Linked DNA regions of Mus musculus: region 1 is linked to region 2. The links are chromatin contacts, called in public Hi-C maps. All regions are on one chromosome and are shown on one strand. The core of a region is the stretch at or near the end of the contact, and the rest is flanking DNA. Distances in the headings are between cores, read along the strand shown. Region 1 has its middle 47 kb from the start of Gm41044. Region 2 overlaps Pik3r1 (phosphoinositide-3-kinase regulatory subunit 1).

Region 1 (4,971 bases), core at 683-3,182, 240 kb before region 2:
ATGGCCTAGTCGGCCATCACTGGAAAAAGAGGCCCACTGGACAGGCAAACTTTATATGCCCCAGTACAGGGGAACGCCAGGGCCAAAAAAAATGGGAATGGGTGGGTAGGGGAGTGGGGGGGAGGGTGTGGGAGACTTTTGGGATAGCATTGGAAATGTAATTGAGGAAAATACGTTAAAAAAAAAGAAAAGAAAAGAAAAGAAAAAGAAAAAGAAAAAAAGAAATGCAAACACTGCTCTCACATCCCTTGGTAGCTGTACTGACTAGTTTTATGTCAACTTGACAAAGCTGGAGTTATCACAGAGAAAGGAGCTTCAGTTGGGGAAATCCCTCCAAGAGATCCAGCTGTAAAGCATTTTCTCAATTAGTGATCAAGGGGAAAGGCCCCTTGTGGGTGGGACCATCTCTGGGCTGGTAATCTTGGGTTCTATAAGAGAAAAGGCTGAGCAAGCCAGGGGAAGCAAGCCAGTAAAGAACATCCCTCCATGGCCTCTGCTTCAGCTTCTGCTACCTGACCTGTTTGAGTTCCAGTCCTGACTTCTTTCAGTGATGAACAGCAGTGTGGAAGTGTAAGCTGAATAAACCCTTTCCTCCCCAATTTGCTTCTTGGTCATGATGTTTGTGCAGGAATAGAAACCCTGACTAAGACAGTAGACTTTTCCCAATATACTGAAGAACTGGTTTCCAAATGTGTGGCATCACCAGCACCAGGCTCCTGCTTAAAACGTGGTAACTTCTGTCCTGTAAACAAACAAACAAACACCAAAAACAAACAAAAAAAAGTTCAACTTGTTTGCCAGCTCACTTACCAGTGATGTGGTAGTGGTGTGAGTGAAGATGCCCCTGAAGTCCCTCATAGCAGGGTGCATGTCAATTTCTGTAAACACAACAGTAGTGTCCAAGATGAGAAGGTATCTGTAAATTGATTGTGTGGGTGGTAGGAATTTAGCTATTACCTAACCCTGAAACCAAGATCTCTGTCCTAATGGAAGGTAAACATGGTGTGGTCACAGTCATCAAACAGACAAACAAACACCAAAACAAAGCTACATAATACCAAACGCAATGCCCCAAATTAGCCAGTAAGCCCCACTTGCTCAGGAACCAAGTAACTTTCTGGATTGCCGGGAACTGTAGTTCTTGGGAAATAGCAAAGCTTCATCAGAAGCAGTGGGGTGGACCGGGGAGCTACAGGGTTGCCCTTATAAGCCTCTGCAACACCTGCCTCAACGACATTCCAGCTGGGAAATTTTGGAGAACGGTCCTGACCAAAGTCCCTCTTTTGGTCAGTGCTTAATATTTTATAATGCTTGCTTTAAATTTAGACCAAAATGGTGGAGTTGTGTTTTGTTTTGTTTTTTTTTTTCTCTCTAGAGACTCACAGGATTAACACTAACTTTCAGCAAAATACACAGTTGACAAAGTGTTGGCCTACACATCCCTCAGTACAAATAGGTTGTTTTTGAACATGGGACACATCCCATTTGGTTTGAATTGGTTTGGTGTGGTTTTTATCTAGAAGAGGTTAAAAGCTGTATAAATATTAAAGTGATCTGGTTTCTTACTGAGTGAACCAGACCCAATTAATTTTGGTCAGCGAGATCCTAACAAACCAGAATGTTGCAGATGGAACATTCCGAGTGCTGCTGACCCACTTCAAATGAAAGGATACACAATTGAGGCCCATGCATGACTGGATGGGCCTAATTAGGATTGTTTGTTTTAATGTTTCACTGCATGTCTCCACATCAGGCATATGCCTAGTTGTTCTCGGTCAACTGGTCTGAGGCTAAAATATGTTAATGTACATCACTCAACTGTTAGTCCCTGGAGGAGGGCAACCTTTGATCACAAATCCCTTTGGCCACTCGCTCTGTGTTACCAGATCAAAAAATGTGGGTATTTATTTAATTTGGCATGAATTGGGAAAATTAAATCGACACATCACCAAACGCAAGCCCTCCCTCCAGAAAATGTGGCTCAGGCAAGGATCCGAGGGCAGTCCCAGAGGAGCCATTTCTATGGCACATAAAGTTTTTATGATACATAAACTCTACATTTATTTTTGAATTTTTTTTCAAGGCTGTCAGTGAGAGGGTGGCTGGCATATAGCAAACTGCAGATTGTAAAATCTTTCCACAATGAGGCAACTGCAATTTCCATAGTGTCTGTGGTCCAGGTTCTCACAGCCGTGTTCTTACCACACTGGACTATGGCCAGGCACCTTGGAGGTCAGACAAATACAGCCAGTGAAGGAAACCCTAGATGATGATGGTCCTGTCACAGTGTCCTTTCCCATGCCCCTCCCAGTCACCATCCTCTGGCTTCCTTGCCACAGGACCAGGGCAACATCCTTCTCTCCTGCCCAAGTTTCCACACCATGGCTAACATTCCTCATTGTTCTTGGCGCAGAGGTTGGCCCTTGCTCCGAGAGCCTCGGAATCCATCTAGAAATGAGGCTCGTCTAAGGCCAACTTCCTGTGCAGACTTCAAACATACACGGGGGCCAGAACCGGCTCTCATGGGCCGAGAAAACAACATAAACTACACAAACCTGGGTCTCAAGCCTGCCAACAACAAGCTAATAAATCTTCCCTTGTTGCCCCGGGTGGAAGAAACACTTCTGAGATCACTTCTGCTCTACTTGGGGGATTAAAAAAAACCCTCCAAACCCCAAAAATGTAGCCTAGATTCTTTGTAGACGGTCTGCAGGGAGTTCCAAACAGTTTGTGAAGTAAAAGATTACTTTTTGAAGATCGAAGGAAGATTGTCTCTCTTTTTTTAAGCATTCAGCTTTATCTCTCCCCAAACACGGCTCTTTGCAAAATATAGCACACTCGGAAAGAAAAGGGATACAGCCACACGTACATAGCACACGTCTTCTTTGTATAACAAAATGAATCTGTAGGGTATAAGTCCCTTCTAGCGAAGACTTTTCAACAATTAGCTATCCTGCTCACAGGATAGGAATTCTTCTTTGAGGAAGTAAGATCTGAATGTATAGACTCAAAACTGACAGCTACCTCCACAAACCTTTTTAAGAAAAAAGTATGAATGTAGCCAAACTTGCAGCTATCTGCACCCGATAGTTGGCCACATGGAAGAATGGGATGATCAGAGATGCAGCCACTTATACCGGGTGAGTACTTCAGTGGCCACCACAGGGCTGCATCCTCTCATTTGTCTTGCAACTCTTGCATACTAACTATCCAGCAATGGCTTCAAGATGCAGAGCTGCCGTTCCGCTCCTTAGCTCTATTCTACAATATTTAAACAACAGTTTTCATGTGGCTGTGTGCTATCTGTGGCTTCCATTCAGGGGACTGGAATGGAAGTCAGTAAAAATGTTAGTATTTCTCCTTTTCCCATCCCCAGGATCTGTAGGTCCTCTCATTTGTTGGGGAAGGAAGACTCTAACAAACCTAAAAAGGTACTCATTCATTCAGTTCTGAGCCTGTCTTCTGGCTATTAGAGTGCACTTCCTCTTTTCCTAGAACTGGACTTTACGTATATTCTATGGCAAAAGTAAACATGGTTTCTATTTATGGAGTAGGGGCAGACAAACCATTAGAATCTGAGTACTCTCAGGCAAACTAAGCCAGTCTCCGCAGGACCTCAGCAGGACACAGAGCAATCAACACCATGAGTCATGCTTTCCATCAATAGAAGTTCTTGAAACCCCAGCGGCTAGTAATTGGACAAGAGGTCACACCGCTCCAGGCAACGAGAAGAGCTCAGACTCCCAGCCTTTAAGGATAACGGAAGGATAATGTGATGTGCACATTTGAGCAAACCCTGATGTGTGTAAGCATGGTCACATGGTCGCAGGGTCCAGGGTCTCATGGTCACATGGTCACAGGGTCCAGGGTCTCATGGTCACATGGTCGCAGGGTCAAAAGGTTGGGAACTTACCCCTTGAGGGACATACAGAGGCAGTAAGGTCTTGCTCAGGATCAGAGACCTGTGAAACTTAGTGCAATTTAGAGTGAACTGATACAAAGCCTGTGAGTTCTTCTACCTGGGAGGATAAAAGACATACTAATAAACATTCATTGTTTGGAAATAGAATTCTGCTTGCTTACTTTAACCCCATTCTCTCCCTCTCCCTTCCCATCCAACACACGCACATAATGTAAGTAGCTCTGGAAGGTGGTATGGTTATAAAACACAAGCAGTTGAAATGATAAAACAATAACCTCCCTAGATGGCTAAGAATTAAGTAGATTAAAAAAAATTAGGGAACATTTTATTTTGCTGTTTCATAGAAGTGTTAGTCAGTTGTAAAACTAAGAGTGTTATTAGACGCGTTCTCACGACCGGCCAGGAAAGACGCAACAAACCAGAATCTTCTGCGGCAAAGCTTTATTGCTTACATCTTCAGGAGCCAGAGTGCAAGAGAGCAAGAGAGCAAGCCCGCAAATGGCGAAACCCCATCCCTTTTTAAGGAGAATTATCCTCCACCTAGGATGTATTACTCCCTGATTGGCTGCAGCCCATCGGCCCAGTTGTCATCACGGGAAAGGCAGAACACATGGTGGGAAAACTGCCCCTGCATGTGTGCAGACTATGTTTACCACTTAGAACACAGCTGTCAGTGCCATCTTATAATGGCAAATGTGAGGGCGGCTCCTCACAGATCCCCCTTTTCTTTTAATAAGAGCAATAGGCCACCCATATTAATGAGAGTGGAGATAGAGGTCAAATCCCCAGTGTGCAGGTAAAGGAGCCGTACACATAACCTCCTCCCAGGCTCATCACCCAGAGGGGTCCTGGTCTGGTCCCGTGTTGTTTTTCCTGGGGGAAGGACACTTGAACACTCAACCTTCTTGAAAGATGACATGTCTCCCTAGAATAGGCTCATATGTGCCGCAGAGCCTTTCTACTGCAGTGCTTAGCCTTGCAACTCTCTCGGGCTGCTGAAGCACACTCACTCTATCCCGTGCAATGAGACTAGCCTCGTGGGATATAAG
Region 2 (4,426 bases), core at 1,776-4,275:
TCTTCACAGACTTGTGTGTTATGTGTTCATTCTGTGCCAGGACCTGGTCCTGGCCTGGATGCCTTGATCAAAGCTCATAACTTAATGGAGGGAAACAGAATGCTGGCCGTTCGGCCAGACAAGTAGTGTCCTTTAGGATTGGAGCTAAGCTGGAGGCACCTGTGTTTGAGGTGCCATGCCCTCCTTAGTCTCCTACGTATTCCTGCCAGTGGCTGACTTTTCTTTCTGGGGGGTAGACAGCTGGTGTTTGAAGTGGTAAGGTATCCCGTGGGATCTACACCTCAGCCATAGGCTCCATGGGATATGGTAGTGGAGACCCATGCTTGCTGTCTTGCCTTTGCTGCCTGCCCTCTCCTTCCGCCTGCTTGTGTTTGGCGAGCTTTGTCAGTTGCATGCCTGTGATGAAGATGGCAGGGCAGAAGACTTGACTATTTCTGTTGGTAACATACCAGTGTGTAAATTGGGAAGTTCCCTAAGTGCGTTCGATTTCTATATTCATTTGCTAAAATTTATGTGACCCATAATGTCATTGGTATGCCCATTTGCAGTGATGTACTATCATTAAAAGTGACTTTGGTGAAGTGGCTTTGGTGTCCTTGTCTGGAACCGTAACCTTCAGCTATAGAACACGCCGAGGGGAAACACATGTTTTAGATCTTACAATGAGCTTGGGAAATAGTACCCACATGTAGGCTGGAGACTTCCTGTGGCGGGCGACAGGCAGCCTGTGAGGAGAGCCTGCTTTGGGACCAGGACTGTTCCTGTCATCGAGTCCCGTTCCTAAGAGCGGCGCCCAGAAGGGTGAATGAGCTGCCCTGAAATCTTTAAGATTCCTTATGAGATTTCAAAATTGCGTTCATGAACATCACTCACTTGGAAGAAAATGGCTTGGTGTCCTCCTAAGACTGTGCACACACTACATTAATCCTGTGCTTTGTTCATGACTCCCGAGGGAGAAGGAAGATCAGTATTTAAGGCTCCCCCTCAAAACCGTCTGCCTCTGCTGGGTCACGGCTCCTACTGTTGTAGGAGTTCTTTCCTTTGTGTTTGTTTGTATTTTAAGATTATAATTACACAGCTTTTCTCTTCCCCCTCTCCCCCTTCAAACTCTCCTGTGTACCCCCTTGTTCTCTTTCAAATTCATATCTTTTTTTCTTTAATTGCTGTTTTCTGTGTGTGTCTCTGTGTGTGTGTGTGCCTGTGTGTGTAATACCAGATACATAAATACAACCTGCTCAGACTGTATAATGTTACTTTTAGGGCTGATCATTTGGTATTTGGATAACCGATTCCTGTGCTTTTCCTTGGGGAAGCCTGTTTCGTGCGCACTCAGCATTCCTTGGCTGCCTGCAGTTTGGGTTTTTCCTTTATAATTGAGTCCTTGTGAGCTTTCCCCCTTCTATATGAGACGGTGTCTCCTAAATATGTCACAAGCTACAGCCGTGAAGTCTCATCAACATGGCTGCCTAAGCGTGATCCGAACAAGGATGACACCAATAGACATTGTTGGTTTTTGTTTTGACAGGAATTTGCTGTGTATGTAGCGTAGGCTGGCCTCGGATTTGAGATCTTCCAGCTTGTGCCTCCTGAGTGCTGGGACTGCAGGCTCTGGCACCAAGCCCACATGTTATCTCTGCCCCCAACTGTAGTCTGTAAGATAGATAATACAGTGATTGTGCCGAAAGGTTTGCCTTTGTTAGTGTAGAAGTAAAAATTCTAGTGTGGAACTCCCAGCACTTGGAAGACAGAAGCAAGAGGATTTTGAGGCCAACCTGCTCTACATGATGAGTTTAGGGCTAACCTGGACTATGAGATCGTTTCTAAAGTTTGGTATGATGATGCAAATTTGTAGGCTTACCACTCATGAAGCCAAAGCAAGGAAGATAATCAAGACTGCAAGGATCTCCTGGGATACATATGGAGACCTTGTTTCAAAAGGGAGGGAGGAAGGGAGGGAGGGAGGGAGGGAGGGAGGGAGGGAGGGAGGGAGGTAGGTAGGTAAGGGGAAAAAGGAAAAAGGAAAAGGAAAGGGAGAGAAGAAAAGAAAAAGAAACTAGATTTTTGAAATAGCAATGTTATAGTAGATGAGTGACATTGTACTTTGGATAAAAATTTACAAAGCGCTTCTGACAATCGCCTGCTGTGTGCCCAAGGCCACTCAGGTTCTCAGCTCAAATGGTAGAAGCACCATTTTGAAAATCCATTGGTTTTCCAGGGTATCTGGTTATATTTAGATAGTCATTTTTTCTGCTGAGTATGTCCTGACAATCCCTTATGGCCCATGGTTCTTTAAGTTATCACTTGCTAGGCTGTACTGAGGACTCTGAGCCAGATTTAGTGGTACCCTGTAAACCCCATTGTTTGGGGGGATTGAGGCAGGAGAATCACAAGTTTAAGACCTGCCTGGGCTACACTAAGCGAGTTTGAGACCCAGTTTGAAAATAAATAGATAAGGAAGTAAAGGGATGGTAACTGACATCAGTTTAGTGGTTATCTTAGGGTTTCTGTTGCTATGCTAAAACCCTATGACCAATAGCAACTTGGTGATGAAAGAATTTATTCCAGGGACCAGGGATTTATTAGGGCAAGAACTCAAGGCCGGAACCTGGAGGCAGGAGCTGATGTGTAGGCAGTAGAGGGGTGCTGCTTACTGGCTTGCTTTTCATGGCCTTCTCAACCTGCTTTCTTATAGCACCCAGGACCACCAGCCCAAGGGAGGAACCACCCACAGTGAGCTAGGTCCTCTCTTAGCAATCACCAAACAAAAAAGATGTACCACAGGCTTGCCCACAGGCTAATCTGGTGGGGACATTTTCTTAACTGAGGTCCCTTCTTTCAAAACTGGCTAATTGCAATAAAACTAGCCAGCATGGTGGTGGAGTGCTTGCCTGATATGCAGGAAGCTCTGGGCTTAATCCTAGTACCACAGAAAACAAGAAAAAAAAATGGAGGCTCTGGGTACGTATAAGCCATTCTTGGGTCAAGTTGCCTGTGGGTGGGGGCAGCTTTGAGTTCCTGTGGATGAATCAGCCACTGACGCCTGACACTGGACCCAGCCGCAGAGGGTAGGAAACAGCGTTGCGCACCATTACAGCTTCTGTTCTTTCTTTCAGAAATTTCCAGACTCTTCATTCTTTCTCATTTTTAGATTTTGCGTGGTTTAAAAGTCTTTCTAGATGAACGGAGAAACGCACACAGTTGACTATGTCCTGAAATGGGGGGAAAAGAGAAACTTGGAGTTCCAGGTTAGGAGTCTCAGGAGCTGTGACCCTGGTTTGGGGTTTATGGGGTCTTGGCTGTGATTGAGAGTGACCCACCTGCATGTGTTCTGCTGGTGTCTGGTGGTCCAGGGTGGGTAGCAGAGCCTCAGTTTTATCAGCAGCAGAGATGGAAGATTTCAACACTTAGTATATTAAGGTGTCTGCCAAGAATTAGAGCAGTTGGCTTCCTGTGTCTCCTCTGAAGGAGTAGTGCTGGTCAGAAGCCCTGCAAGATGAGAACGTTTGCCCCTGGGACCCTTCTCTGCTGTTAAGTCAAGGGTTGTCTTCTAGACCCTCTGGGTCACACCTCTCCTAACATGAGGATCAGCCGAATTACAGGCTCAATTTCAGGCAGAGCTGAGCTTGCATCTGATGACAGCAAAGACCTCCATGTGTCTTTCATTATCCTGTTGCCCTGGGAGATGCTGTTTAAGTTGGCAAATGTCCTTACTGAAAGCAAAGCTTGTCACTGGTGAGATTACTAATCCCCCTTCCCCTAGCCCCCCCCCCCACACTCCCACCCCAAAGGATCAAATGCCAAGGAAAGGAGGGAACTGTATAGCTTTGAAAAGTGTGGCGAAGCCATCAAGTTCACCAGGAATAGTAGGGGTAAGATGTGGTTTCAGTTTGTTTACTAGGTTCAAGATGACAATATCTCAATAACAAACTTCAGAGGGGTGTGTATACATGTGTGTGTGTGTGGGGGGGGGTGTGGTGTTGTGTGGTGTGTGTGTGCGTGTGTGTATGTGTGTGCTTTCCTGCTGGCATTCAGGTGTGTGTGTGTATGTGTGTGTGTGGTGTGCTGTGGTGTGTGTGTGCGTGTGTGTATGTGTGTGTGCTTTCCTGCTTGCATTCAGGTGTGTGTGTGTGATGTGTGTGCCTGTGTGTATGTGTGTGCTTTCCTGCTTGTATTCAGATGTGTGTGTATGTGTGTGTGCTGCCTGCTTGCATACAGATTTTTGCATGTGTGTGGCATGTGCTGCCTGAATTTCAAACTCCTAGAAATCATTTAGAAGCTCTAGCTTGTTTTGGTCTTCAGTTCCAGACTTATTGATAGTAAATTTCAAGAAACTTAACAAAAAAATCAGACTGAGCTTTGTGATTTCTAGGTCAGAGGTACCCAGTCTTTCTTTGCAGAGAAGAACCATTTTATTTTACTTTATTTT

Evidence for each region. A called contact is a pair of places that touch in the nucleus more often than the background predicts.
Region 1: a contact with region 2 is called in a Hi-C map of muscle stem cells, with 2.4 times the contacts expected there. The contact joins two enhancer-like sites. A contact is called at or near these places in 5 of 484 Hi-C or Micro-C datasets (the N1E-115 cell line, cerebellum, liver and 2 more).

The regions. Positions count from the first base shown.
Region 1 is chr13:101,964,427-101,969,397 of GRCm38.p6, reverse strand. No RefSeq gene overlaps it. Among named protein-coding and RNA genes, the nearest start is that of Gm41044, 47 kb to the left of the region's middle. Within about 2 kb of position 1,932, at least 15 of the 459 cell types and tissues checked have an H3K27ac peak or open chromatin away from gene starts, as enhancers often do. A contact at or near this core is called in muscle stem cells, where this site is marked.
Region 2 is chr13:101,729,135-101,733,560 of GRCm38.p6, reverse strand. All of the region lies in intron 2 of Pik3r1 (phosphoinositide-3-kinase regulatory subunit 1), which reads left to right. Among named protein-coding and RNA genes, the nearest start is that of Pik3r1, 37 kb to the left of the region's middle. Within about 2 kb of position 3,025, at least 53 of the 459 cell types and tissues checked have an H3K27ac peak or open chromatin away from gene starts, as enhancers often do. A contact at or near this core is called in muscle stem cells, where this site is marked.